Regions from separate parts of the Mus musculus genome. Here all the other regions are linked to region 1. Evidence: chromatin contacts called from public Hi-C data. All regions are on one chromosome and are shown on one strand. Each heading gives the region's core, a stretch centred on a gene start, on an enhancer-like site or on the middle of the called end of the contact. The rest is flanking DNA. Distances are from core to core; before and after follow the strand shown. Region 1 overlaps Rad51b (RAD51 paralog B). Region 2 has its middle 25 kb from the start of Gm36834. Region 3 holds the start of 9430078K24Rik (RIKEN cDNA 9430078K24 gene). Region 4 overlaps Gm46361 (a long non-coding RNA gene). Region 5 overlaps Gm36132 (a long non-coding RNA gene). Region 6 overlaps Rad51b (RAD51 paralog B).

What was found. Hi-C and Micro-C count contacts between places; a contact is called where the count stands out from the background.
Region 2: a Hi-C map of uterus shows a contact between it and region 1, with 4 times the contacts expected there. The contact joins two enhancer-like sites. A contact is called at or near these places in 3 of 484 Hi-C or Micro-C datasets (bone marrow-derived macrophages and uterus) and 2 of 115 datasets of contacts at active chromatin or transcription factors (differentiating embryonic stem cells and embryonic fibroblasts).
Region 3: a contact with region 1 is called in a Hi-C map of uterus, with 1.9 times the contacts expected there. The contact joins the promoter of 9430078K24Rik here to the enhancer-like site in region 1. A contact is called at or near these places in 1 of 15 datasets of contacts at CTCF or cohesin (the NIH/3T3 cell line), 2 of 484 Hi-C or Micro-C datasets (the 3T3-L1 cell line and uterus), 4 of 115 datasets of contacts at active chromatin or transcription factors (the NIH/3T3 cell line, epiblast stem cells, fibro-adipogenic progenitors and 1 more) and 1 of 9 other capture datasets (embryonic stem cells).
Region 4: a Hi-C map of muscle stem cells shows a contact between it and region 1, with 1.9 times the contacts expected there. The contact joins two enhancer-like sites. A contact is called at or near these places in 2 of 484 Hi-C or Micro-C datasets (muscle stem cells and myocytes), 7 of 115 datasets of contacts at active chromatin or transcription factors (astrocytes, cardiomyocytes, differentiating embryonic stem cells and 4 more) and 1 of 9 other capture datasets (embryonic stem cells).
Region 5: a contact with region 1 is called in a Hi-C map of uterus, with 5 times the contacts expected there. The contact joins two enhancer-like sites. A contact is called at or near these places in 6 of 484 Hi-C or Micro-C datasets (myocytes, nephron progenitors and uterus), 1 of 115 datasets of contacts at active chromatin or transcription factors (stem cell-derived neural progenitor cells) and 2 of 9 other capture datasets (embryonic stem cells and embryonic trunk).
Region 6: a contact with region 1 is called in a Hi-C map of uterus, with 8 times the contacts expected there. The contact joins two enhancer-like sites.

What each region holds. Positions count from the first base shown.
Region 1 is chr12:79,502,183-79,505,588 of GRCm38.p6, forward strand. The region is part of intron 7 of Rad51b (RAD51 paralog B); the gene reads left to right. Among named protein-coding and RNA genes, the nearest start is that of Rad51b, 210 kb to the left of the region's middle. Within about 2 kb of position 1,874, at least 138 of the 459 cell types and tissues checked have an H3K27ac peak or open chromatin away from gene starts, as enhancers often do. A contact at or near this core is called in the NIH/3T3 cell line, astrocytes, epiblast stem cells and 5 more, where this site is marked.
Region 2 is chr12:79,993,239-79,996,644 of GRCm38.p6, forward strand. No RefSeq gene overlaps it. Among named protein-coding and RNA genes, the nearest start is that of Gm36834, 25 kb to the right of the region's middle. Within about 2 kb of position 1,658, at least 61 of the 459 cell types and tissues checked have an H3K27ac peak or open chromatin away from gene starts, as enhancers often do. A contact at or near this core is called in uterus, where this site is marked.
Region 3 is chr12:79,934,671-79,938,076 of GRCm38.p6, forward strand. 9430078K24Rik (RIKEN cDNA 9430078K24 gene) reads right to left here and starts at 1,594. Exons shown (of 4, transcript NR_131074.1): 1 at 1,517-1,594. 4933435C09Rik (a long non-coding RNA gene) reads left to right here and starts at 1,869. Exons shown (of 3, transcript XR_381736.3): 1 at 1,869-2,869. It overlaps Gm51985 (a long non-coding RNA gene), which reads left to right. Exons shown (of 2, transcript XR_003950201.1): 2 at 1-196.
Region 4 is chr12:79,903,470-79,906,875 of GRCm38.p6, forward strand. It overlaps Gm46361 (a long non-coding RNA gene), which reads left to right. Exons shown (of 2, transcript XR_001780641.1): 2 at 356-1,113. Among named protein-coding and RNA genes, the nearest start is that of Gm51985, 5.3 kb to the right of the region's middle. Within about 2 kb of position 1,547, at least 114 of the 459 cell types and tissues checked have an H3K27ac peak or open chromatin away from gene starts, as enhancers often do. A contact at or near this core is called in astrocytes, muscle stem cells and myocytes, where this site is marked.
Region 5 is chr12:79,858,187-79,861,592 of GRCm38.p6, forward strand. Gm36132 (a long non-coding RNA gene) reads right to left here. Exons shown (of 4, transcript XR_381728.4): 4 at 657-2,448. Among named protein-coding and RNA genes, the nearest start is that of Gm36132, 7.7 kb to the right of the region's middle. Within about 2 kb of position 1,600, at least 105 of the 459 cell types and tissues checked have an H3K27ac peak or open chromatin away from gene starts, as enhancers often do. A contact at or near this core is called in uterus, where this site is marked.
Region 6 is chr12:79,805,714-79,809,119 of GRCm38.p6, forward strand. All of the region lies in intron 10 of Rad51b (RAD51 paralog B), which reads left to right. Among named protein-coding and RNA genes, the nearest start is that of Gm36048, 8.5 kb to the left of the region's middle. Within about 2 kb of position 1,823, at least 38 of the 459 cell types and tissues checked have an H3K27ac peak or open chromatin away from gene starts, as enhancers often do. A contact at or near this core is called in uterus, where this site is marked.

The DNA of each region.
Region 1 (3,406 bases), core at 624-3,123:
GCATCTGTATGCATCCATCCAATCAATATGTACAGGCCCTTTGTTGTGAGCTAGGTGTTGTTGTAGGTGTTGAAAATACAGTAAAGAGGAAAAGTTGTCTGTTTTGTGGCCCTTGGAACTGTTACAAGCAAATGAGCAATGCAGTTTCAAATTATGACGAGTATTTAGAAGCAAGTACAGACAGTGAGGCGGAGTGAAGGAGGTAAACCTTAACAGTTGTCTAGATCCAGGACTTTTCCTGGAAGAACTCAGGTGGTTTGGGCTTTCTCTCCAGGAAGAAGACTTTTGGTCTTATTTACTTTTACATCAGAAAATAAAAGGGCTCAAGCATTTGATATAATCCAAAAGGAAGAAAAGTCAGATGTGTTCGCAAGAAGACACTGATTTTTGTCTTCTATGCAAAGCTCAGTCTTGCCTGCCATGTTCTGGTGAACTCTGTGTGGCCCTGCACAGAGCAAAGTTTATTTCTTGTTTGTGTTCCCATATATCTTTTGCTTTGTCTGGAGTACTTTGGCTTTCTATAGTGGGTTTCTGGCCTCCAGCTTTCTCATCATAAAGTAGGATTATCATCATAATATTTATGAATCATACGGCTCTGGAAAGATCTGTCCTTAATCAAAATAATTATTAAATGTCTCATAAACTTGTAGGCCAAAGAAAACATTTAACTTTTTTATTAAATTTGTGCAAATCATTCAGTGAGTTCAGGTTTTCATTCTCGCCCCCCCCTCCCCCAATTTTAAAATAAAGTAGTCGTAGGCTTGTCAAGAATGGTAAGAACTGGATCCTGACAGGAATGGTAGAAACAGAAACAAGCACAGCCTTTCTGGAGAGCCAGTTGGCAGGACAACAGACAGTTCTCTAAAATATGCAGATTTACATCTTCGCCCCCAAATATAAAACTGAATCAGCGTTCAAAGGCATGTGTTCAGAGACATTCATCATCATGTTGCTCATGATGATAACAGGCGGCTCACAGCTCAGTCGTTTAATATAGGGACAGTTCAGTTATATGTTCATTGTCAAACTGTGTGTAGCTATTAATGTAATGATGGCATTAATAGGAATTAATGGCTTTGGAAAGAAGTTCAGAGTGTTCTAGCATTTATAGTGTCCCATGCTGCTTCTCTTTGAGCATCGGCGGTCAAGAGCGGTAATTGTGATCACTTGTACTAACCTTGACATTCGTAGCATGTTACTGTTGAGTGCTGAAGTGTCCTGGGTAGTATGCTGAGCTCCGCTCAAACATTATCTCAGTGAACTTTCAGCCTAGCCCTACTAGCAGGCACAACTTGGATTATTATTTTGTAGATGAGAAAGCCCACTCTTAGAGGAACATAACTATGTAAGGCCTTATACTGAATGATAACAGGGGCAGCATTCATACCCAAACATTTATCTCTAGAATCGATATTCTCAAAGTTTACAGAGAAGCACTCCAGCGTCTTTATATCCTAGTAGAATGTCATGAGAGGCATGTTGTGGAAAACTCTTTCATATGCTTTCCTGTAACTGTACCTTTATCTGTGAGTACTTGGTTCCCATAAGTGGCAGGGAAGAGGTGGGTTAATATTTAATAAAAACACAGGTCAGCAAATAATAGCTCATGGGCCAAAGCCAGTCTGATGGTGGACTTTGTAAGTCCTGTTTTATCTCAGCAGCACTGTGCTTCATTATTATATATTGTCACTTGCTGTCTCTGTGCCTTATTGACAGGAATGACTAGTTTCAATAAAGATTGTGTGGTATAGAGGCTAAAATTAATAGTATCAGGTTCTTTACAGAAAAAAAATTGCCCATGCCTGCTGTAATACACTAGAAGTCTGGAAGGATATTGATCCTGTCTCAGTGATTGCTTTTCTGTTTAGAGTTCATGTTCTTCAGTAGGTACAGGCCACCAGTGTCCAGGTAGTTGGTGAGGGTTTACTGAGAACATGAACCAATAGCTTATTTCAGGACTTCTGAGCCCCTCTGTGCGTGGCTGGCTGGCATTCCCTAACTGGGCCATCTGTGTTGCCCTGACACTCAGACTGTTGCTGCTTCTCTGAGATGGAATGTGTATTCACAAATGAGGGCTCCATTAGTCATGGTGAATTTCCTGGGCCCTGGAGACATGGCCATGACATCACCAAGAGCCAATCAGAAAGGGGCCTCTATAGTCCAGCCTTCAATCCTCTTTGGAAGACTATAGACTAAGTGTTCTGTTCCTAGCCCTCAGGGTGTGATTTGAAACTGCCTTCCTCATCCAGCCATATTCTGGGCACAAAAGTCTAGCTTCTAGACCCAAGAGGCAAGGGCAAGCTTGATAATCTGCAGAGCTGGAGGCAGATTGCTGTTGAACATTTTTTTCCATGGCTTGGGTTTTTTCTTCCCAGAGTTTTCCACTCCAAATGACGTTGTTGCTTTCTGTGGCAAAGGATGGGTGGTGAAGGATGAAATCTGCATTAGATAAAAGATGGCTGGCAGTTAACATTTCTGGATAAGTATAGGTTGGTAGCATGACAAAAATCAGAAGTGTAGTTTGCTGGTTTGTTACATTGCTTCTCTGTATACTTTAACAGCTTTTAACAGCAACTGCTTTTAGCAAAATTAGTGTGTCTTAAAAACAGGCTCATTACCCACAGATCTTAGGATCTTCCTAATGAGGGTTAGCACCTCATTAAATCTTTTATCATCAAGAAGAAAAGACCCACTACCCCCCACTTCTCTTTTGGGGGGGGATTTAAATATTTTAGACTTACAAGCCTCTTTCTTCTCTTCCTTTTCTTTCATTCTTTTTCTTCTCTCTTCCTGTTCCCATCCCAATTTACGAGAATCATTTGTAGAATTCAGTTTTAGAGGTAACTTTCCTAATCTGTGTTCAAAAGCATCTGTTCAAATATGTATTTCTAATTGGCTCTGTCTCTTGTTACTAAACTATAATAGTTAAAACACCTTTAAATTTTATTCAAGGCTCACACTTGTAATCCTAGCACTTCAAGCGGTGAGGCAGGAGAATCTCAAAGTCAAGGTCAGCCTGAGCAAGAACTTGTCTCAAAAAAAAAAATCCATTGATCCTGGAAATTGAGACTTAGAACCTAAGCCAGGTGTGGTGCCTGTAATACTCAAGAGCCTTAAGTAGTCCAGAGAAGTAACAAAGGTCCAGTGGCAGCCTGAGCTGTAGCGGGAGATCTTGCCTTTAAACCAAACCAAACCAAACACAACCAATCCCCAAAACAACCCTAGGAAACAAAACCAGAAAAAAAAATCTTGAAGTGGACTCATGCAAATAGAGTTTTATAGCTTAATGCAGTTTATGAACCCCAAAATTGTACCTTCTCCCTTCATAAGGAATATATCTAATACCTTTTCATATTTTTCATAAAAATCAAAGAGAAATTGGCAGAGTAGCCTTCATTATTAGTTT
Region 2 (3,406 bases), core at 408-2,907, 490 kb after region 1:
TTCCTCCTTGGATCTCATCTCTAGGGCACAGGTATCAGCATTTAGCATCATAGCACAGCCTCTCTACAAGGAGGAGGGGAAGAGCTCAGCTCTGTTTACAGAAGCGAATCTCCCGGTTCAGGGATCTACCTGGAGATTCTACTCAAGCTTTGTCCCTCCTTCCAGTGCACCTCATCAAACCATCGCCACCACTACCGCCACCTCTGCCACACACTCTGCACTTACTTGACAAAGGAACTGGCTTTGTTCTTTGATATTTCTTCTTTACCATGTCACTGTGAAATAAACACCATTATCCCCACACCCCTGATGGAGAATCTAAGACCCAGAGAAGTCACTAGCTTGGATAAAACTGTATAAAGCTTTAGAAAAAGAGTGTGTGCAGTGCCCAGGCAGCCACTTCCTGCACTGCACAACTGCTCTGGAGAAAGGCAAGAGACAGAAAAGGTGTGAGAATCTCCCCTGCAAAACAGGTCACCAAACCCAGAAGAGTGCGGAACAGTAGGGGACAGAGTAGGCAGGAAACCCCCCACAGAACCATCTGGGGACACACAGGGGATCTACTTTCCTCCGGGCCAGCCAGTTCTAGTGGAAAAACAACCTTCCAGCCTGGGGAGCCTGGCTGGGCCACCTTCTGGTCTGTCTTCCTTCAGATCTAGTTCTCTCCCCTCTGGGGCCAGGGCTTGGGGGAAGGCTCTGTGAGGCTCAAGTCTTCATCTGGCTCCCTTGAAGCCAAGCAAAGAAAAATAGCCCTTTGCCAAGATCTTTCATCCCGGCCATTTACTCTCACAGATGTTTTCTGCAATATAAACAAGAAACAAGGAATGTTGGGGAGGAAAGGAGTGTGGGAGGGGGCAGAGAAGAAGGAGTGAACTGAGAGCTTTGAAATCTGCCCTTGCAGAGAGCAGGAAGCAGAACCCCAGCAGGGTCCCTCCTGCCCTGTTGAGTGTGGGCAGTCTCAGGATCACTGTAACAGGACAAGCAGACCATTACTGCTCTGATAGGAGGTTCTGGAGAAGGCCAGCCATCACAGGCCACCCCCTCCCCCATGCCTGGGAACTACTGCGGTCTCTGAGATAAAGCGAAGTCAAGGAAATACAGCCAGGCTGAAGCCTGACCCCACCCCAGCCCCCCACTTAGCACTCCTAAAGCTGGCATGGTTCAGGGGGACCTCGAAGAACTGTGAACATGGGCAAAGGGGCGTGGCCCACACAGTGGGCATTACTAGGCTTTGGTTGTACCACAGGAAAGGGACTGTTGGGCTGGAGGAAGCTGGAAGAACACAAGCTATAGTGAGTCAGGAAATAAACCCAGGAAGCCAAATGTCTCCAAATTCAATGTTTCCCGATTTTCCTGTTGAAGTCACAAGCTTTGAAACTAACAAACCTTGGGCTGAATACTCAGATGCCTATGGGAACCAGCAGAAGCCCAAAACACAACATATAGGGGACCTAGAGATAAGCCATGACTCAGTTTCTGTTGGATTCTTTAAAGAGAGCCCAGAGATCCGTAGTTTCCCGTAAAAATCTCCTGCTTTATTTTAACAATATTTGCAATCACTAAGACAAAGACACGCCGTCGGCCACATGAGTGGAGCCCGTGGGCAGCTCTAGTTTGTAAATCACAAACAGTTGCCCAATGTTGTCGTCAGTCAGCTGAATAAATGCTAACATGTTTACTCTTCCTGCTTCTGACTTCACAAAGGGATTAGTGACAAGGTTGAAAGCCTAAACAGCAAGCTTTTATTGGGCGTCTGTCTAGTCTTTCTTTAAAATGGAGATAAAAATTCAGGTGGGTCCAGAACAGAACCTTTGTCCCAGACCTCTAGCATGTGTTTATGTCTCTGGTTGGAAGGCAGGAACCTACCGTGATGGGATTGACTGTGTGGCACAGAATGTCCAGGGGAAAGAGACACCAGGTTTCTCTGAAGAGGCCTTGTGGGGCTGAAACCATGGGGAAGGGAAAGGAATGGCCACTCCTTGCAGTGGTTTCTGAAGCTGGCAGGCTATTCATTGAACTTAGGACAAGGAGCCCAAGAGACCATCCTTTAGAGCATCCAAGGGGATGTTAGTGTGGGGGGGGGGGGTTGCACAAGCATTGTCGGAGGCTACTGAAGCAGTGCATCCATTCAGGAACTGCCCCCAAATGCCAACTTTTTCCAGCAACTTTAAAGGAAAGAAGTGCACATATTTCACATAAAGGCCTGAGTGAGTATCTGATACCCAAGATTTCACAGACATGGCTATCACTTTGAGCTCTGTGAATGCATGGAAAGAGTGGCGATTATGACTTGGCCCCAGGATTCCCAGATATCCATTCATACATTCCTTACAACATGCTGCATGGTAGTCATCATTATTCCCACAGCACAGCACAGGAAACAGACTAGTACAAAGGCTCTCTGGGACAGAAGCCCTTCAGCCACTCCTGGGAGTTGATGATGCTTGATGCAAATTACCTGTCTGGGGTTTCAGGAAAAAAGGTGTGCCACACCCAGGTCTGCCTGAACACCCAGGATCTTCCTCTATGCTGGGGAAATCTGCATTTTCAAAGATTCCCCCCAAAGTCTCTTGAAGAGAAATGCCCGTCTTGGAGTGCCAGAGATCCAAGCACTAAAGACTAGTTACTGGATGTGGTCCACCACCGCCCCCTCACCAAAGCTGATGAGCAGTAGTGTGAAGGAGATACAGAAAGCAAGCATCAGCCGTGCATTGGATATGTCGAGTCCACAGGGATTCTTTAGGCTCATGGACCTCCTGTTCATGTGATGATACTGTTTCCTCTCTAACAGTTTATGTCTCCAATACCTCTAACACAGCCAGAGTCATGTCACCACATGCTGTTCTACTAGCCACAGAATATGATCCAGTCACCCTGCCTTTAACTGACACCCACTGGTGCTTTCTTTATGGCCCTCATAGGCAAAGCCCTCCTGTATCAACACTTTTCAGATACCCAAAGACCTCACTCTTACCCTTCATATTCATCACATTTGCTCTCTTCATATGTTCTCCATGTGACCTTCTCTTACCTCGTCCATACCTCATCCCAAGTGCCATCCCATTTCTATTTTGCTTCTCCATTAAAAAATGAGGCAGAGGCTAGAGAGATGGCTCAGGAAAGGGCTTACCTCACAAGCACAAGGACCTAAGTTCAGATCTGCAATAGCCACATAAAAAGCTGGATGTGGTGATCTGTGTGTAACCCTAGCAAGGTAAAGAAGAAACTTAGATCCCTGGAGCTTGCTGAGCAATCAGCTTAATCCAATCATAGAGCTCTGGGTTTGGAGATAAACCCTGTCTCAGCAAATAGGATGGAATTGAGGAAAGGATATCAGCATCAATATCCTGCCTCCACATGAGTGCACATGAACACACACACACAAACACACACACACAAACACACA
Region 3 (3,406 bases), core at 344-2,843, 430 kb after region 1:
AAGTCTGCTCCTGGAATTTTTTTTTCTTAACCTCTTAGAACCAATCCAGAAAAGGCAGGCCAAGAGGGAGGCTGGTGTTCCCCAGCACCAACTGGCTAGGCTGAGTCTCTGTAAGGAGCCTAAGGTCTGGACCCAGAGATGCTGGCTTCTTTCATGTTGCTTGGGTTCACTAAAGCAAAGAAATCGGCTTGAAAAAGAGAATGTTTCCTGCCTTGGATTCCCATTATTCTCTTGGTCAGATTTCAAACGATGGAGTGGGAGTTGCTTCTTAGAAAAAAAAAATCTCTTTCTATACAGGGCTGAGATCAGTGGGAAGTCTTAGGCCTAAGCCTATTAAGTTGATGGTGATGAAGGTGACATTTCTGTTGTTATTTGTCAGACAGAACAGAATACACCATCAACCATCCCTTGGTCACATTATAGGTCTATGAAACAAACATTGGGAAAGATTGACTGTTTGACAGTACTAGCTGGGGACAATGGTACATGCCTTTATTCTCAGCATTCAGGAAACAGAGGCAGGTAATATCCATAAGTTTGAGGCCAGCTTAGTCTACATAGCCAGTTCCAGAACAGCCAGGCTACATAGTGAGGCCCCATCTCAAACAAACAAACAAAAGTACTTTAGCATAGTTCCCTCTAAGGAGCTCACAGCCCAGGAGGAGGGCTGTTGGAGAATGGAGCTTAAGTCACAATGTAAAGAATGAGCCATAGCCACACAGAGGACCATCAATCTACCCAAGGATTCTGGAGATGGCACATAGAAAGAAGACCTAGAAGTTGGGGCTAATTGAACCAGCATTTTCAAGCACCTGAATTGGCTTTTCATGATGGGAGTGATGAGTGTGTTGCCCAAGGTCCTTGCACTCTGGGGAGTTAAGGATGACAAGCTCTTAGGGAATGGGAATCCTTTCACTGGGAACCACGGCTACACCCTTGGGCAGTGTGTCTGATGGACTAGTGGCCTCAGGCATGTCTTAATGTTGCATGTAGTCGGACATCTTAGAACAGAGTTCCAAAGCTGGTAGCATGTTCTTCTAGACTCTTCTCTTTTTACAAAAGAGAAGGCCCAGGTCTGCTTAAACAAGATCAGATGAAAGTCTAAAACAAGTCACAGTGCCAAGCTCCACATGTTCTGGAAGGTTCTCCTAGACTGTGTCTCTAAAAGATCGGGGTGGAGAAGAGTCCCGTAGGCCCAAGGCAGTGTCAGGTTCCCCCTTTCAGTCAACAGGAATAGAAGAGCCTTTAAGCAAAACCATATTTTTTTACATGTAAGCAAAACTTCTTAGAGAAATACTTAAGACAGCATTTTGTTGATGAGCCCAATGCCTTGGACCCTTCCTCGCTCCTTCCACCTGTCCTAAACACCCAACTTTCCATTCCCTGAGCAGCTCCACTCTCAATTGCTACATCCCCTAGGAAAAACTTCTATGCCCTCCCCATGGAAACAGTCACCCCCTTCCCTTCACACAAACCCATCTTACCTCAGGAAAAGATTCCGCATTTCCCTGCTTACCTGTGTGCCTTTCTGAGGCCAGGAAGTGGGGTTTTCTCCTCTGACACCCACCCTACTCCTAAGGGCCCATAAAGCTTTTAGTGAATGGACTCAGACTGCTATAAACAGCATCTTAATTTGCCCTAGCGTCTTCTAGCAGAGCAGGGTCAATCGCAAAGTCTCTCTTGATAAAATCAGAGAATGTCCTCATCCCCTAGTTTCACATATAAAGACTCTAAAGTGTGAATAAGGGAGGCTAGTCCAGGAGTAAGTATGTGTCCACACCAGGAGTGTAACAAGTGCTCCTCAGACTAGGATGAGCCCTACCAGGACTATGCTGAGACCCCCAAATTCCTCAGAGTCCATACACCACCCAAAATCAGATGAAAGTCTAAAACAAGTCATAGTGCCTAGCTCCAGAATGTTCTGGAAGGTTCTCTGAGACTGTCTCTCTAAAAGGTTGGGGTGGGGAAGAGCCCCCATAGGCCCAAGAAAGTGTCAGATTCCCCCTTTTCAGTCAACAGGAATGGAAGAGGCTTTAAGAAAAACCAAGTATTATTATTTGTTTGTTTTTACTGTGACTCAGTCTGTAGTAACTGGGTTAAAGTCCACTTTGAGACTAGGAGAACAAAAGACCTCCTGTTAGTGCTGGAAGTTTGCCTCTTAAGATATCCCTGAGGGGAACTGGGAAGAGAAAAAAAAAAAAAAAGGAGAGCCAGCAGCAGGACAGAGGAAGCTGTGGGCCTTCAGGAACACAGCCGAACTCTGGAAAGGAAAACACACTGCCTTTCATCTCTAGGCCTATCTGCACTGGCCGCTCCCTTTGCCGCTGTTTTATGGCTCACTGCAGGACACAGGCCAGTGCCCGATTCCCACACTCCTCTAACACGCTGAAACTGCCAGGGGTTATAGCAAAATAGACAAATGTCCACAGCTAACCAGACCTAGGTTCAAGAGGAGGGGGAAGAAGGGAAGGGAAAAGAAGGAGAGTTGGAGGGAGAAGAAGGGGATGACCCCACCCTACAGAACTCATTACATGTTGGGTGCTGTTCTGAGAGTACCCATGGCAACCCATTGTCTCGACACCCAAGAGGAGTCTAATGAGCTAATTCCCGGGGCCCAGAGGAAGAGGCAAGCTGGACCACTCTATTGGAGAAATCTATTCCCTTTAGTACTGTGGAGGAGTCACATGGCCAGTAGACTGAATCTTTCAGGCTACACACTAAAGCCATCTGACTCCAGCACTGGAGGACTTTATCCTTCTCTTTTCAAGTAGAAAGAGAATATTGAGGAAAGACAAGGCAAGAGTTCTCGTCCCAACCCTGCCTGTGACCTTTCTCCATCACCCTATGGAGATGTCCCACCTCCCAGATGGTAAGATGGGTCTGCACTGTGATTGCCTGTCCTGGAGTTGATCCACTATACCTTGACTGTATTGTATGAAGCCGATTGGAGACACTAAAGAAAAGACGGGAACTCCATGATGGTCTCAGAAATTCCTCCGTTAAAGCTCCTTCTCATCCTCTCTCCCTTCCAGGGCCTCCCCCCAATTAGATCTCTGCCTGCAGCTCCAGGACCTGCTCTATACAGTGTCTGGACCTTCTGGGTCTCCCAACTCACTTAATGAACACTTAGCATTTTGTTCTCTGAACAAGTTATATAATTTCTGAGTCATGATCAGACAGCAGAGATTTCTCCACCAAAACCAGAAAAGAAAGCATTGTGTGCTAAGTGCCCCTCATCTCTTTGTGGGACACCCCAGTTCTGCAGAAGTCTGCAGAAGACTGCTGCGGAGAGCCAAGATGGTTAGGAGCCTGTCCTCTAGCATCCTATTGGCTGCAGGTGACTTGAAGAGGAGTATTTGCTGCAACAAGCGAAGGCTCAGAGAGAGCTGATGTGGCTCCTTGGGCT
Region 4 (3,406 bases), core at 297-2,796, 400 kb after region 1:
CTGAAGCTGGCTTTGTACAATTTAAGCACATGAAGAATCGACTTTTAAACTATAAATATCTTCATCCCCAGTTCCCAGAAAGCTTTTGGTTCTCTGTCTCTCTCTATTTCTGTCTGCCTGTTTTCTCGGTCTATCTCTTTCTGTCTGTCTGACTGTCTATCTCTGTGTCTTTCTATGTCTCTCACTCTCTCTGATGTCTCTCTCTGTGTCTCTGCTTCCCCCTGTCTCTCTGTCTCCTTTTTTTCCACAAGCCCTTGCAGTCTGCAATTTAGGATAGGCATGGCTTCCAAAGTCACCATCCTGATCATCCTGAGCATCAAAGTGACCCCTCCTGTGGACATTTGCCTCACTCCAGGGATATATAAAGAGGTGCTCAGCAGATGAGGACCAGACCTTTGCAACCGAAAATTCAACTTTAAAGTTCCAAAGATCTGTCCCAGGAAGGCTGGAGGGCTGTGTGATCTACAAGGTGAGACAGGGAATTTCAAGGTTGGAATCAAAGGCTCCTGAGCAGATGGAAAAAAAAAAGAAACATAGGTATGCAGCCACCCAGACAACAGCCAGTTAACCCTTCCTTTCCCAAGCCCACTGTTGGACTTTATGAGAGTCTCAGTCTCTGAATAGGTATGCCTCAGTTTCTCCTGCAAGCATGCTGTGACACATGGCAAACTTAACTTCTTTTACATGCTATATAATATCAAGAGCAATAAGATAGTATTATTTTATTGGTTCTATATTCTGTTTAATTTTTTGCGGGGGGAACACAAGACCTTGCTATGTACCCCAGGTCGGATTGAAAGTCATAATTCTCCTGCCTCAGTCACCCAAGTGTTGCAATTATAGGCGTGAGTCATCCATCATTTCTAATTCTGATTTTCTTCTCTGACTATCAGTGGTGAAGAGCTGAGTAAGTAAGAGTTGCTGTTACTCAGCTGGTGAAGTAGCTGGGTGGATTAGGGGTTTGCACAAAGCCTGACCACCCCAACTTTGACTCACTGGGACCCAGTGGTGGAAGGAGTGAACTGACTTCTGCAAGCTGTCTCCTGACCACCGCCTATATGTGTGCCCACACGTGCACAGATGAAGAAATAAAAATGTAATCAAAATCAAAAAGAGTCATTGCTGCTCTATAATGAAAAGATCTTCACTCATTAAAGGAACCCACAACGGATCATCTCATGCCTTCTTTAATAGTGCAACTTTGAAAGACATCCAGTTAGTGGCCCAGTGGTTATTTATTTATTTATTTATTTATTTATTTTCTACCTCTTCTGGAGTAGGTGACAGACACCACAGGGGAATGTTCAAGTGAAAAGCCCAGCATCCCTGGAAGACAAGAACAGAAGCCTTTGGACATCTGCACGGGACTCCATCACCAACACATCCAAACACTTTCTCGATCTGGAGGAAGAGCCTATCCCATGTTCCACAGAAGGCCCTGGCTCCTGCCAGTTCCTCCCTGGTTCACTGCTGGGAACCACAAGAGTGGCCTCTCTCATCCCTGCTGCCTCACTGGCCAGTGGAAGGGCAGAGTTGGCAGAAGAGCCTTTGTGAGCCTTGTTGACTCTGCTGGGTTCAGAGAGGCCTTCACAGTTGACTCAGCTAAGGAGAGTTGTTTACTTCCTGCAGCCTTGAGGTCTGCCAAGCACAGGGCCCAGCTGGGCAGTTCAGTGCCCGGGTCTCTCACTCCCACACCAGTACCTGTAGAGATCAGTGAACAGCCCCTGCTAGGCCGGCCAGACTGAGTCTGCACAAGCTGCCTTGGCCCTCAGCACAGACTCCTTCCTCCCTGCTAGTTCAGCTAGCCAGGCCTGCCTTAGTGACACTCCTGGGCTGGGTTTCTTTCTTTCTTCCTGAAGTCCAGAGCCCAGTTATTTACCCAAAGAAAACAGGGAAGTGACAAGGTAACAGAGTACACATGTTGTGAAAATATGCAGGCTGAGGCTGAAGAAAAGAAAACATTCTTCCATAAGGAACTGCCTTGTTAATTCATATTCTTCCCCCTCCAGATTAGAACCAGCCATTGCTTGTGCTCCTTCAAGTACTTTCTGTGGTTCCATGACAGCTGCCTACATGGGGCAAGATTTGGCTTGAAAAATGGGCCATCGGTCATGCTTTGGGTGGGGTGGAGGTTGTGGGGGGGGGTCAGACACTAAAATTCCCAGATAACTCAAATTCACTGCTCGCTCACTCTCTCGGCGGGATACAGGGGGGAGAGAGGTGGCATGGAGAATGGATTGTACAAACGTCAAGACATAACCTGATTTTCCACAAGAAGCCACAGCTCAGTAATGAACAGTCTTTGGAATGAGCTTTTCAACTCCTCTTGAAGTTGGTTTCCGATCCCTGGCAAACCCGGTCTCTGCAGCCTTGAGTAACGGCCACAGGCTGATTCTCGGCAATTAAAAATAATATTGGCCCTGATAGAGAACTCTTGGGCACCCCCCTCCCTTACACACCCTTTTCATTACGTGCCAAAGATTACTTTCCCAAACCTGTTTCAGAACAGCTGGCCGAGTTGGAGGAGCAGGCTCAGCCCTCGTGGCCTGGAGAGAGGCTGCAGTTATTAATAGCATTTGCTCTGCCTGGTGTTTGGGGCAGGAAGAGGGTGACCTGTGTCTGTTTGGAAAGTTGGGTCCTAATCAGTTTGGGGCCTGTTCTCTCTTCCCTGCATTCTTTAAACCTCAAGCTCTATGGATAGTGGCTGAGAGAGCCCACAGAGAGGCTGGGTAGGGCCAAATAGCCTCCCTATAAACCTTCAGGCTTCTCATTTCTTCCTTCGTGGTTGTTCTCTGCCTCTCAGTGGGTATTGGCCAGAGGACTGGCCAGGATCCTTTCAAGGGAGGTCTCTCACAGAGGCCTGGGCTGCCCCTGTTAGCACTTTCTGGTAACAGAGCCTGCTGAGCCTGGTGTTGCAGCTCAGGCCTGCAAGGCCGAGTGGGATCTGCTCCCTTTCCTAAAGGCTTGAGGGTGGTGTGGGTTGGGGAAGTATTTTCAGCCCTTACTGCCACAGAGTCTGTCAGCTTCCCACGGTCAGCACCCAGCAGCCTTAACCTCAGAATGGGTGGAAATCCCACTGTCTCCCCACACGGCCGACCACAACCACCACAAAGCACCTTCTCAAGATACCAGGATAGGGCTGGATTTCAGGCCTGGAATGCTCTTGATTGTCAGGTTGGGTTGCAGCTGAAGTGGAAAACCTTGAGAACAAGGCAGATTATGGGTCTGAGAACAAGGTCTCTCTCCTAGGTGGACATTTCTCAAGGAGAACACGATGGTGGGCAAGAAGCCATATCCAATCAGAAACCATGCACTCCTGGAGGAGGGTACCTCAGAATGAAAGTTTGAAACCTGGGCCACCCACCTTTGCTAGTATGCTTACATGGCCCCCGGTTCCAACAGGGGA
Region 5 (3,406 bases), core at 350-2,849, 360 kb after region 1:
CATTACCGCACAGAGAGGGAGGGAAGGGAGGAGGGAGACAGAGAGACAGAGAAAGAAGTCATTCCTTCAGCAAATATACAGAAAGGACCTGCTAGATCTCTAGTCGATCACTCAGATCTGCATAAACAGAATAAAGAAAGTTCACAGGCAAACCGTCATCTGTGTTAAGGAAGAAAGGACAGAGAAACTTGGCCTCGTTCACATGAACTTTAGTTTATCTAGAAATAGATATGAGACAAATACACAGATAAGTATGTGCCTGTGCATTGTCCTCAAGACTATGAAAGCAACGTGTGCGACCTGTAAAGGTCACCTGCTCAGAGGGGATTTCCACCGAGCCCTTGCCGGGATGTGCGGTTTGATCGGCTTTACTGACCTGGAGTCAAGGTTCGAGGACATTGAGAGCTCTGAGGAGGACATTGGAAAGAGAAGGGCCAGAAGCACAGTGGGGACAGCAGCCCTCCACCTGGATGAGATCGTTCAGGATGGTGAGCGAGAGCCAGGCTGAGACAGAGGTAACTTCAGATGTTTAAGACAATTCCCTTTGGAGGGAAGACACTTCACACTGGGGCTGGCACCCTAGCCCTTCCTGCTTCATTGTACTATTTCACGGTGGCTCTGTTCAGACTGGCTCCTTTGGCATCAGAAGGCCCTCCTTGACAGTGACTGTTAGCTGATATTTATTGAACATTTGGTATACACAGATCCCAGACAGGCACTTCACATGGGCTAACCTCATGTGGACCTCACACACCCTCTGAGGTTGGGTCAGCAACCGCTCTCACTGTGAGTGACGTCCTGTGAATCAGCTGATCGATTAAACAAGGCCCTCCGGGTCCACAAGGAGCAGAAGGGGGATGATCCAGAGACTCTCCACATTTGGGTTTGCTGTTTTGAATGCACAAAATGGAATCCTTATTCTGGTTCTTGGAGGTGGGTCTTAGCCTCACTCATTGAAGTTCTGTTCTGAAGTTGGGCAGCCTAGGTCGAGCATGTGGTTATTAATTTCAAACAAGAAGGGGCTTATGTGTGTGTGTGTGTGTGTGTGTGTGTGTGTGTGTGTGTGTGTGTGTGTGTGTGTGTGGAGGGGTCAGTTCCTGCCCATTGAGAGCAAACAAAATAAAAAAGCAAATCCCAAACTTCCAGGGTAGAGTTGAAGTCTCTTCAGACCAAACCTCTCAGGACAGTCTCGAGCGGACAGCAGAAGAGTATAAACAACTCCTCTAGCACTTCTGAGACCTGTCGATTCTTCTCTCTCTGAAGCAGAGCCTTTGTGAAGTTCTATAATCCTCCTTGTAGCTCTGAGACCTGGCCACCCCGCTGGAAAGCAACCCAGAGCCATGTGATTTGCAGCATGTACCGGCTCGAATATGGAAGACAGTAATTACCTCCAATTCCAGTTAGGAAAGCTGAACCCTGCCTTTTTCGTGCCTCAAACAATTATTGAAGTGCCTTTTGAAGCACTGGACAGAAGAGAAAGGCAAAACAAACCAGAGCCAATTAGAGCCTGGGATTTGAGGGTGGCTTAGAGTGGTGCGGCGGGACTTGGGAGGAACTGTGGGAGAGGGTCAGAGGTTACCTCAAAGCTCCAGCTGCCAGGCAGCTTTGCCTGTGCCAAAAGAGCCATTACTCTGCCTCTAGAATCAAGGCCCTCGCCCTGCCTGGGGAATGCTTTGCAGGAACAGCCTCTGCATGGCTGTTGAAGAAGGCTCCCTGATTAGATAAGGCCTGGAATGTGTTTGATGTTGTGCAAAACAGCCTCTGACAGCTTTCCTAACCCCACGTCCAAGGCTTTTCCTCAGCAGAGACTCCTGTGTAAGGACCTAGCTCACAGAGAGCTCTCCTGCAGGGAAGCACCTTAGAGAAGTCTATGAATGTGTGTGCCACTGAGAAGCAAGATCTGTGGACTCTGGAACTCTTCTGGCTGTTTGGAGGCAGCCTGAGTAACCGTTGCTGCCAGTGGAAACCAGGACAGTGTCGTGTTTCTCCCCCCCCCCCCCACACCCCCATGAAGGTTGCAAGTGGCCTTGGGCTGGTGAGGGATCCGGGGGAAGTACTTCTTTATGGATCTCAAGGACAGTCCCATTCAAAGCTGTGACAGTGCAGGCCAGTGAGTCTGAGCACAGAGAGTTGGGAGCCAGGTTAGAGAGGTCTTGGGCAGGATCTGGGAAGCATTTTGAGTTAATAAATTAAGGATTGCCAAGGCAAGGTGGCGCCATCCAGGAAGTTCCAGTTTGAGTTTGGGTTAGGATCTGGGCAAACTGTAAGCACCAAACAGCCCAGAGAAAAACCACTTTGCTGAATGTCCCTACTTCAGCCCGTGCAGACAGGCTTTATCTTGTCCTTGACATGAGTGCCAGGCTCTCCATTTGCCTGTCACCTACCCATTTACTGTGCCTCCATGTCTTCCCTCTCCTGTAAGAAATGGTCCTTGAAGGAATTCTATTCCTGTAGAAAGAACAAGGTGACACATTGCTTTAAAAAAATGCATTTACTTGGGTGACATAAACGCAACATTCTGGTGGTCTGTAAAGCTGGCTTTGCCCAGTGTGGTGGCAAATACTTTTTATCTCAGTGCTGTGAGTTCAAGGCCAGTCTGGTCTATGAAGTAGGTTGTGGGCCAGCCAAGACTATATAGTGAGCCCCTGTCTCAGAACTAAGTGAAAGAAAACAAATAAAAACAACAAAATAGGCTTGTTGTGTGGTTGAGAGAGGAGGTTCACGCTGCGCCTCCTTTTTGGATAAGAATGGCAGCTAAGATATTCATGCTTTCCTATTCTTGGTTTGTCCCCTGGTGCACCCTCTGCTCCCTCCTATATGGGGATTGCAGTCATTAGCCTTGTTGCAGATGGGAGGGGGACAGAGAGAGGTCAGTAACCTGGCCAAGGACACATGGAGAGAGGGGTCCACAGAGAACAGCTGCCATGAGCCGGAAGGGACTTAGACATACCAAGGTTCAAAAATATGCTTTGGTTTTAAAATTAAACCCTTTAAGGCTCCCACAGAGCAACGCTGAGAGATGACCAAAGCAGAGTAGAAAGAAAAATACATGGACCCCCATAAACCCTGAGTGAGATGAAGCAAGGGGGCTTCTCACTCCTCACAGGGCTGTGTCAAGATGAAGGGAGAGGACTGAGAGGATTGCTCTGGGTTGTGGATGAAGGGGCCCACAGGCTTTAAATAGAATTCCTAAGTGACCCAAGACACACAGTTTAGGGAATGTTCTAGATTTTAGAACTGCTTTAACTGTGGAGGACGATCATCTTTTCATCTGTTTCATGCAGCCATGGCTCAGGAGGAGCCCAGGTTCTGTCAGCCAGGTCACACATAAGGCCCTCCTGAACTAGGTTCTAATGAGGACCAGACATATTGCAGCTCTAGTCTTGGGGTGTTTCCAGTATTTCAA
Region 6 (3,406 bases), core at 573-3,072, 300 kb after region 1:
GGCCTCACAAGCCCAACAAACTGCGGGAATTTAATTCCCAGTGTCTACATTAAAGAGAAAAGAAAAGAAAACAAAACAAAACAAAACCCAACCAGATGCAGTGGCACACATCTGTAATCACAGCAATCCTATGAAGAGATGAGAGGCAAACACAGGAGGGCAACCCTGAAGCTGGGCTATCCTGAAGTATATATGCATGGCAGAAATAACAAGAGAGACCCTGCTTCTCAGAAAGGAGGTAGAGAGGCTATTCAGTTAGAAGTGACTGCTGCTCATATAGAGAACCCAGTGTGGTGTCCAACATTCACTGGCAGCTCGCAACCATCTGTGACTCCAATTCCAGGGGATTTGATGCCTCTTCTGGCCTCTGTGGACACCAGGCACACATGTGGTGTGCATACATATATGCAGGCGATATATTCTTACACATAAAATAGAATCTAAAAAGGAAAAAGAAAAAAAACAGAAGGTAGAAGAAGAGAACAAGCCTCAAAAGTTGTCCTCTGACTTCCACATGCATGCTATGTCATGTATGTACATGAGCATATGCATGCAAATACACAGTAATAATAATTAATAGTAATAATAAATATAGCTACAGAAGAAACTAGAAACCAGCAAAGAAAATATGTTACTGAAGGGGATGGACCTGGATCAATATGTCCAAGAAAGAAGAGAATTCAAGAAAATGTCAGGATGAAGAGTTTCCAACCAATAGAAAACATTCCCAGGGGCGGGGCTCCACACCTCACTGGCTGCTGGTCCCAGTTCCCCCAGAAGCACTTCCCTGTGAGGGAACTCTGTCTCCTGTCAGCAATGCCTCTGAACCTCTCATGCCCTGCCCTCTTGCCACCATGTGCTCCTGACTCTTCTGGGGAGATGGGGGTGGGGGTGGAGGTTAGGGACTAGAGTTGTTCTCCCCAGAAAACCTGAGCCTCATTTTTATCAGAAAGAGTGCTTGGTTTTCCGTTCCAACTCTGCTGTGTGATTTGGAGAAAAGTCTCTGGGGCCCCAGCTTTTAAGAACCATACAGTAACCTGTTATCAGTCAGCAATGAAACTGGTTCGTAAGAACCAGCATTGAGGGGGCTGGAGAGCTGGCTCAGCGGTTAAGAGCACTGACTGCCCTTCCGGAGGTCCTGAGTTCAAGTCCCAGCAACCACATGGCAGCTTGCAACCATCCGTTATGAAACCCGATTCCCTCTTCTGGTGTCTGAAGATAGCTACAGTGTACTTACATATGATAAATAAAATAAATCTTAAAAAAGGGGGGGGACTGGGGGGGGAGGAGAGGAAGGAGAACAGGAAATTATCAGGTTATATCACATGTGAAAGGACCAATCCATAAGTGTGTCTGTATGTACATGGTGAGTTATGTATGTAGACCACAAGTGACCTGTGGCTTAGACTGCAGTAGGCAGCCTGAGCCATCCCTAAAGGCCTCCAGACTTCCATGTACCCACTTCTCCTGGGAGACCACATACTTCTGTCTCTCCTCTCAGCACAGGCGTTACCTTGAGATCACCACAGGCTGAAACACACAAGCTTACTCTCACCCCGATTTTAGCAGCTGAGCATGCCGGAAGCCCTGCGTAGTCCCCAGGTTTAAAGCAGAGAATCCCTGCTCCCTGTATAATAAACCTGGAGAGGTGCCTGCAGCTGAAGCCACAAAGCTTTCCTGGTGGAAGCCTGCAGTTCCTGCCTGCAGGACACAGAGGAGGGCAGTGGGGAGGTTACCTAAGAGGCTGGGGCAGGTCCTATAGGCTACCACTAAGAGAATGGCAGGTGCCATTGTAGCTTCCTGTCAGTCTGGAGGAGAGAGTGAGGCTGGAGTGGTGGGAAAGCACTGTTAGCTCACGCTGGCTGCTCTGGGGGTGGGGCTGTGAGTGACCGTGGGAATGGTCCCTCGGTGCCTTTTATCCCTCTGCAAACCCCAAAGATTGCTAATACCTGAAGCTCTCTGTGCACAGCAGAGGGAGAGAATGAAAGGTGAAGGCGAGATGTGATTGACCAGCTCCACAGGCCATTCCCCTCACGAGTTCTCAAGGATTAGGACGGCGAGATGCAGGCGGCTGCGACTGGGGGCCTGACACCGTCCCTCCTCTTTGTTCACTGGCATGGGAGAGACAATGAAAGGGCAGGCTGGAAAGACCAAGGGGGTGGTTAGAGATTTCTCAAGCTGCTTTTTGAAACCCTTGAAGGAGCCAGTCCATGCTATTGTTGTAGTAAAATAGAAAGCGGAACTATTCTCCTTTGGCAAAAAAAAAAAAAAAAAAAAAAAAAAAAAAAAGAAAGAAAGAAAGAAAAGAAAAAGTAAAAGAAAGAAAAGCACCCTCCCAGGCATCTTCAGGAGGCTGCTGGACCGAAGCCGTTAACATGGTAATACCATCCTGTTTGCATCTTCTTTGTCTGCCCTGCATTTGTCTGGGGTTCTGCCTCCTCACGCTAGGCCCTCTAGGGCCTAGGAAATACTTAGACCCCAAAGGAGAGGGAGCCAAGCACCCAGTGGCCACCAGCTTCCAAGGGCCCTGGCCGTTAGCAGGGGCCCAGGTGGAGTCCGAGGGAGAGTTCGGTCCTTTGTACCACTGGAAGGAGGATGTTGGGAATGGAGAGGAACTGGGAATCTACTTTTCCTTTACCCTCCCTGGAAGCCTCAGTACTAGCAAGTGGTAACAGGGCTGAACGAAGCAGAGAGGACTGATGGACTGATGGACTGCCAGGACTGATGGACTGGGTTGAAGGTGGAGGGCTCAGGAGGGAAGCAGGAAAGCCATTGATTTGGGGGATAGGTTTTAATAGGGGTGGGCGTCTGAGCACCAGGCTACGATCGGGGAAGAGAGACTTCACGGGGAGCTCCAGTTTGACCTACATCTCTCTGCTCGTGCCCCTGGTCTCAGTGAGATGCAAATGCACCGCTAGGGCTGGGGAGATGGCTCAGCGGGTAAGAGCACTGACTGCTTTTCCGAAGGTCCTGAGTTCAATTCCCAGCAGCCACATGATGGCTCACAACCACCTGAAATGAGACCTGACGCCCTCTCCTGGTGTGTCTGAAGACAGCTATAATGTACTTATGTATAATAAGTAAAGAAAAAAACAGCACTGGGATGGGAGCAGAGATGGGAAGCCAAGTGTGTGGCTGATGCTAGGGGTAGAGGGATTGGTGCAGGCTGGGAGAGGCCAGCTGACCCTTCTAGAGTCTGACTGGGTGAAGGACCTTCCAAGGAGGAAGCTGGCCCAGTGATTGAAGAGGGTGGATGAGCAGGCCCGCTGTCGGCTGCTTTGCCTTGCAGTCTCCTTTCCTCAGGAATCCAGGGAGTGGTTGGGAAAGCAGCAAGCCAAGTTGTTTTTAAGGAGGACGGAAGACAGCTTCATTGCCCAGTGAGACAGAACTTTGTATGTCTTCCATT